2 separate regions of the Danio rerio genome follow, and region 2 is linked to region 1. Evidence: chromatin contacts called from public Micro-C data. All regions are on one chromosome and are shown on one strand. The core of a region is the stretch at or near the end of the contact, and the rest is flanking DNA. Distances in the headings are between cores, read along the strand shown.

What was found. A called contact is a pair of places that touch in the nucleus more often than the background predicts.
Region 2: a contact with region 1 is called in a Micro-C map of caudal fin, with 5 times the contacts expected there. The contact joins the promoter of gna15.4 here to the enhancer-like site in region 1. A contact is called at or near these places in 2 of 18 Hi-C or Micro-C datasets (caudal fin and an unstated tissue).

Annotation. Positions count from the first base shown.
Region 1 is chr22:21,757,665-21,761,380 of GRCz12tu, reverse strand. No RefSeq gene overlaps it. Among named protein-coding and RNA genes, the nearest start is that of trnam-cau, 7.1 kb to the left of the region's middle. Within about 2 kb of position 1,775, at least 39 of the 62 cell types and tissues checked have an H3K27ac peak or open chromatin away from gene starts, as enhancers often do.
Region 2 is chr22:21,801,765-21,805,774 of GRCz12tu, reverse strand. gna15.4 (guanine nucleotide binding protein (G protein), alpha 15 (Gq class), tandem duplicate 4) reads right to left here and starts at 1,423. Exons shown (of 7, transcript NM_001044989.1): 1 at 1,279-1,423; 2 at 900-1,143. The coding sequence starts at 1,423. LOC141380322 (a long non-coding RNA gene) reads left to right here. Exons shown (of 3, transcript XR_012398173.1): 2 at 1-61; 3 at 150-1,348.

The DNA.
Region 1 (3,716 bases), core at 526-3,025:
ATCCAGGAAAACTCCCGATCAAAGATATATGTGTATATGTGCATATCCCTGGCTTTGGATGGCCACAGTCCTCCACTGTACCTTGGTCCCGCATTCATTTCAAAGGAGCGCTACCCTATACCAAGATGGCGGCGCTATTGATGCATTCCGTCCAATATACAACAATAGGCCAGGCGACATCTAATGTACATATCTATGGAATGATACACTATTTCCTTCGTCTCTCATGCACTGCTCAAACAGCACATCTCTGTATCGCACTCCTAGCGCATCGTCGTTAACAGCCGATCCCTTAAAGGGGAAGAAGATATTTTTGTGTCCCACTCTCTAATACAACCCGGTTACATATAAATATTTTATGCTTTTTATTTAAAGCTTTACAATGCAAAGTTGTGCCTCCCAAATCTCATCTGCATCTATGATGTTTCAAGGCGGTCAACATCTGAGTTTAATTTGTAATGAGCCAAATTACAAAGTTTAATTTGTAAAGGGTTAGTTCACATTTGTACATGAAATATTGCTTGACGATGGCTTGGTAGCTGGAGTGGTATTGATAGTAGCTTATGTTTTGAGCGCTGTGTGGTGTTTATTGGTGTTGTTGATGCTTGATGTATTGCAAAGTTACGGTTGATACCTCCTTGTTATGCCTTGTGGTTGTCACTTAAGTTGCTTTAACTAGTTTGCTAATATTCGTTGTGTACTATGAATATTGTTAATATTTTATTTCTTACCTGCTGCTCCCCTTCTGTGGAATTTTAATATTCAAGATTATTTTAGAAAATAAAAGTGAAACTATATTTAAATAAATGTAAGAGTTTGAACTTGTGCTTGGTCTTTGTGGCCCAAAATAAACTAATTGTTTTGTCTGGTAAAAAAAAACTTGTGATTTGTGTTTGAAAACTGATCTTAGTGGGATTGTTACAGACTAAACACTTCTTGATGTGCAAAAAAAGATCCTGCAAATACCACCAAATTTTCTAGAATTAACTTTTTTTTTTAATTTAACTGCTATCTTAAGTATGAACTCTTGATTTATATTTGTTTAAATCATGATTTGACATAAACAATATTAACACATTCTGATCATATAAATGTTTTTTATAAAATGTAGTAAACACAGATGCTGATAAGTCTAATAATATCTGGATGTCTTTTTAGATACTAGTACTTATTTTAATAGTGGCTAGTAACATTTTATTTCCATTGATTTGGGATCTGTCATTGGGATATCAACTGTTCAGTTTTGACTAGTATGTATCCCAGCTGGAACTAGTATATATTCTTAGGTACTAGTTAATCATTTAATACTAGTATTTATTAATAAGGTACTCGTACCTAATAATAGATACTAGAATTTGTGTATTATGTACAAGTACTCATTCATTAGGTACTACTATTTATTCATTAGTTAGATAGTAGTAGTTATTCACTAAAATATATTTATTAAACACTAGTATAATTTATTTAAAGTACTGGAAATGAACCCTTAATAATATTTGTTTAATACATAATTCGACATAAATTATTAATATTAATAAAACAAACACGTGCTGATCATACATGTTCATTTATGAACGCAGATGCTGATTAGTCCAATTGTACAGAAATGTTTGATAGCAAAACCAGACTTCGCACTGAGTCCTTGAACTACTGAGCTAGTATTTAAACACCATGGTGATTAAAATCAGGTGCAGCGTGATTAGTGACAGGCATGTGTTCAATGTTCGGGGGATGAGGGCCTCTGCTGGTTGGTGAGGGGATATACTGGGACCGAACCAGTGACAGATGTAATATGTTAGTGACGTCACTGTGACATCACTGTGAGGAATAGGATTTTAGGGGTGAGGTGTCTGCTAGCTTTTTTCTCCCCACTAATTTTTCTCATGGAATAACTAAGATATTACTATCAGAAACAAATCATAATTTTTTCAAAGGTGGTTTCAAAATAATATTAATTGTATCCTTTGCTTGATGATGCTGGAAATATTCTTTCGTATGAACAATTTAAAGCATCCCACTGTTTCCCAACTTCTCCTGATGAATTTAATAAAGTGGTTAAAGCAACATCACCCGGTTTAGTTCACCTACTTAAAAGTCTTTAGATTTAACCCAAGGAGCTCAGGGAATATTCATTCTTTGTTTTTAGAAGCTGTTCGTCTGTTAAGAAATGTAACAATATAGGTTTGTGCTTCAATTTTTTTTAATTTAAAAGGAAAATTTCTTCTAGAGGAAAGTTTTACTGGAGGTCCTTGGTTGAGGATATAGACTGGAATAAAACCTGCTTTTTAACTGGGAAATATTGCACTTCCAACAAGGCAAAAGGAATATATTTTAAAATTTTACATAAAAATTTCCCGGTAAATTCTAGTATTTCTACATTTTTGGACATTGACAGCTCCTGTTCTTTCTGCAAACAAGCAGAGGACACATTAGTACATATTTTTGATTGTCCTATATTCAAGTAATTTTGATCACTCCTAAGTTCTCATATATTTGATTCTGCCAATGCTGTTAATTGCTTTAGTCTAAAAAAATATATTTTTATTCTAATAAACCAAACGATAAACCCCTCGAACAGATCATACATTTTTTTTTTATCTAATAGGGAACATTTTTCATTCACCAACAGAAATTTGCAACTAATTACCCATCCTTTGCTCATTTCAGAATAGAATTTAACTCCTAAAATCACTTCATCCTATTAAGAATAAAAAAAACTAAGATCCCTGAAATATTATACATGAATTTATAGAAGATCCTCAATTTTAGCTGCTTTCCGTATGGTTATTTGTTCAAGTGTCATTGCAATTTCATTCATTTGTTTAATTTTGTTTGTTTAATTTAGTAATTTTAGTATTATTATTTATTATTATCAATACTAAATTTTTGTTATTTTTATTTTATTCCCTTTCTGTCTAATGGTATGTTAGTTGCATTTGTATTAGTTGATCCCTTGGACTTTGTTCTGATGTTCTTGTATTTTCAGTTCAACTTATAAAAAAGAGGTTAGGTGAGCCTAAAAATAAAAAAAAGCTATAATTATGTATGCAATTATAAAATAATTTTGTAATGTGAGTTTCTTGCATTTTTATATTCCCTTGCAATTTTTTGTTTGTTTTTTATTCTCTATTGGTTTGTTCCTTTGATGTGAAAAAAACTGTTAGCTCTGCATTCCTCATTTTTTGTATGTTATTGTTCTTGTTATGCAATAAAAAAGAGGTTAGGTGAGCTCATTAAAAAGCATTGCATGCAGCTCAGATTGCATTAGTGTGATTCACATTGATGTTGGTCATCAAGTCCTAGAAGTTTTAAGTTTGTTTTGATTATAATGTCTTTCACATTGTCCAAGAGTAACTGTAGGTTTACAGAGCGTGTGGCACAGATGTAGTGAGAGTAAATGCTGGAGTGAAATTTGTCACTGCTCAATGCTTTCTGTGTGTATAACTTTTCGATAAACTCGAAGGCGTCGGAGAAACTCCAGGGACTGGCTGAAGATGGCGACAAATGACAAAAGAAAGGAAAGGTGAATCAGATTTTACAAACGAGGTCACACAACAGTCCAACACACAGTGCAGCGATAATTATCACCAATAGAGGGCACTGCAAGATATACTTTAGTTGTGAGGTATAATTACATAAATTGCAGGCCCTTAGCCAGCCTGGTGAATGGGGTGGTTATTTTTTTTCTCAAAAAGTAGACCCTTTTGCAGTTATTC
Region 2 (4,010 bases), core at 174-2,673, 45 kb before region 1:
GTTATCTGATGTGAGTCTTGATTCTGGAACCACTGAGCGTAAATCTATGAACATTACAGAAGTAAGGAGACTGACAGTACACAACAATACAAGATACAATCTTTCTTAAACTGGTTTAAGCATATATGTATATAGTTTTTTTTTCCTAGGGCAAATTTTTTAAAGGAGCTGTTGACATGGAATTGAACCAGATTTTGGCAAAAAAAACAACAACAACAACAACAACAACAACAAACAATACAAACATAAAAATAAAAAAATAGTACTGGACTACTGAAATGTATTTAATATTTTATATAAAAGGCTTCAACAGAGTGTAAAAATCTTGATGGTTCTGTGGGTCTGATTTTGTATCATCTATTGGATTCAAGTCAGGTGATTGACTGGGCCATTCTGCAGCTTGATTTTCTTTCTCTGAAAGCATTTGAGAGTTTCCTTGGCTTTGTTTCGGATCATTGTCTTGCTGAAATGTCCACTCTGGTTTCATCTTCATCCTCCTGATAATGTGATTGTTGGACTAAAGCAGCAAATATTCATTTACAATGAAGAAGGGCAGAGGTTTGCTGAATAACTACTGAGCGATTTCAGCTGCTGTCTGGGCATTCACTGCCTTTTTACACTTCCCTTTCTTTACGTGTTCAATACCTTTTTCCCTTTCATTTTATTACGCATAACTTAATTTGTACACCAATTAGATTCGTTTTCTTTGAATATATGGATTTCTTTGGTTGTTATTCACACCCGGTAAGAATTTCAAGTCAACGACACCTTTAGGAATATGTTTTCTGAGAAAAATTATAACTTGTTCAATACATATTTCCTTCATTTTGAATTGAATTCTATATTTATTGCTTGCATCTGTCAAAAATACCAGACGCTTATCATAGAGAGCTATTAACATGCCACACATGTGCCCAGTGGAAATCAAGGGTGAAACAAGCATAAGTGTCTCAATCACCTGGTTCTGTGGATTGGTATAAGGAATCCTGAGCTCACTCATGGCATCTGTCATTGTTTTCATAGACAGGAAGATATTCTGGTGCACCAGTTTACTGAAGCCACGCCTCTCATCTTCTGAATAACCATTTCCATGACTCATTTTTATCTGCTTCAGAAGAGTTGACTTTCCACTTTCTGCTGAGCCTAAAACAAAACAAAACAAAAATAAACACTGTACAGGAAATGTGAACAGGAAATGAAAAACTGAAAAACAGAAGATGCCCAGACTAAACTTTTACTTTTAGAGACCAATAGAAGAAGACTGAAGTGTCATCTCACCTAATACAAGCAATTTGATTTCTCTTCTTTCTCTTTTCCTCTGCTCAATAAAGTCGAGGTCGATTTCCTTATTTTTGGCGATGGCATTCCTCTTATTTTTAGACAAGCAGCAGATGCAACATCCACTGTGGTAGTAATCCCCCATTTCTCCAACAGAAATTGCACATTCAATCAAATATTCAAAGTGCACATTAACAAAATTACTCAAGTGTTTTGGTTCTGGAATTATTCTATATTATTATCATTTAACTGAAAAATGAAAGCAGCACCTAAAAACAATAGGCTATTTAGGACAACTGCACTCATACATCTAAATTAACACACAAATCCAAAATAGTGGTTTGCAAAACTCTACACATTTGTAAAAAAAATATGATTTTTATAATTACATGTGAAATTCTTTTACAGACAAACACACACACTCACACACACGTTTGTTTTTGTGAAAAGTGGGTACATTACATAGGTTTCCATTCATCTTATACTGTTCAAACCGTAAATTGTATTGCCATACCCCACCCCACCCCTAAACCAACCATCACAGGAGACTGTGTGCAGCTTTACTCTCTGATTAAACTCATTCTGTAGGATTTATAAGGTTTTTGAGAAATGAGGACATCACCAATGTCCTCATATTTCACCTACTTTTTTTAATACCTGTGTCAAACCCATGTCATTATACAGATTTGTGTCCTGATATGTCACAAAAACACGTACACACACACACACACCTTCATGATAATAAAAAAATGTCACAAAGAGATTCTCGGTCAAGAGATCCACTTTAATTTATCACCTAACAGCACAAAATAGGAAACAAAAAAAAGTGTCAGTGTTACCTTAAGCACTGTCTTCTGTCTCGTGTTCACGTCAAGCTAGTTTCATTTCCTGAAAATATGGCTTTAATGCATAACATTTCAGGTATGTTGTAGACAAAAGAGAACCAATACGAAGTCAAAGGAATGAGCCCTGACATTCCGGAATTGGGCTGTTGTTCCACTTCGTGCCACTGGCATATCAACACATTATTATATATACCAGGGTTTTTCAAAGTCAAAGACAGTGGGCCTCCCTTTTGACACAACTTATCCATTGGCGCCCCCCTCCTTCCAAACACGCACATATATATATATATATATATATATATATATATATATATATATATATATATATATATATATAGTATATATAAAGACACAGACAGATGTCAGACTGTTAACTCACTTTTATCATCATTTGCATGAAAGTGCAATTATTTACAGAGTAATAACAAGTATTTTAATATAATTTTTTAAAAACTAGGATTATGGTTCAATATGAATAGAACAGATCCAAGAACTGTCCATTCTAGTCAAAACAGTCTAGCGGGCCGCATGCTGTCATTAGCCAAAATGTCTTGACAAACCACACATAAAGGTCGTGGTTCATCAGCTGGTCCTGTCTACATAAATCCTAAACTCAAATACTGACCATCATATCGTCGTCTTTTGGGTTTAAGCCCTGAACTTGAAGGCTTTGAATTGGGGGTCTCAGAAACCAATCCATTGTATTAGCAGGCATATACCTGTATTGGCAGGCTTGCCAAACAGAAGCTAATTCACAGCTATGGCCTTCTGGGAAAAAAAGGTTTTGTTATTTTTGACGTATTATTTTTTTTTAGCTTTGTTCAATTAAAACGTTTAAATACAATAAAAAATACAATTAATGATTAAACTTAATAATTATATTTTATTATATAATATTTTTTCCCGCGCCTCCCCTGACATGCTCTGGCGCCCCCCAGGGGATGCGCGCCTCACACTTTGAAAACCCCTGATATATACAGTATAGCACATGCCAAAGTATATATACACACACACACACACACACACACACACACACACACACACAGTTGAAGTCAGAATTATTAGCCCCCCTTTGAATTTTTTTTCTTTTTTTGGATATTTTCCAAATGATGTCTAACAGAGCAAGGAAATTTTCACAGTATGTCTGATAATAGTTCCTCATCTGGAGAAAGTCCCCTTTAAGCTGTATTTTTTTTCTCAATGATCTACAGAACAAACCATTGTTATACAATAACTTGTCTAATTACCCTAACCTGCCAGTAGTTAACCTAATTAACTGTATCTCAACCAGTGGATTGTAATTAGGATAATGAGGGAATAATTCACATCTGGCCATGGAAATTGTCCCATTGCTTTTGGTCCCTTAGCAAGTAGGAGGCACACATCGAAATTGTGGTATTTTCTATTGCGTTCACCTGATTTGGATGTAAATACCCTCAAATTAAGCTGACAGTCTGCAGTTAAAGCACATCTTGTTTGTTTCATTTCAAATCAATTGTGTTGGTGTATAGAGCCAAAAATGTTAGAATTGTGTCGATGCCCCAATATTTATGAACCTGACTGTATATCTCACTTGTTCACTTACTACCCTTCGGTTTAGTCCCAGGGTTCTCACAGTGCAATAAACCACCAATTTGAAAAAATAAATAAATAAAATAACATAAATTAAAGTGTATATATATATATATATATATATATATATATATATATATATATATATATATATATATATATATATATATATATATATATATATATTGTAGCGAGTCTGCTGATACCACGTCGCCCTGGTCACAAATTCACCCCAGCTGGAAACTCATCAGCACCGGATCGCTCACAGCTGGACCTCATCAGCCAGGGAGAGATAAAAGCCAGCCCCACACAGGA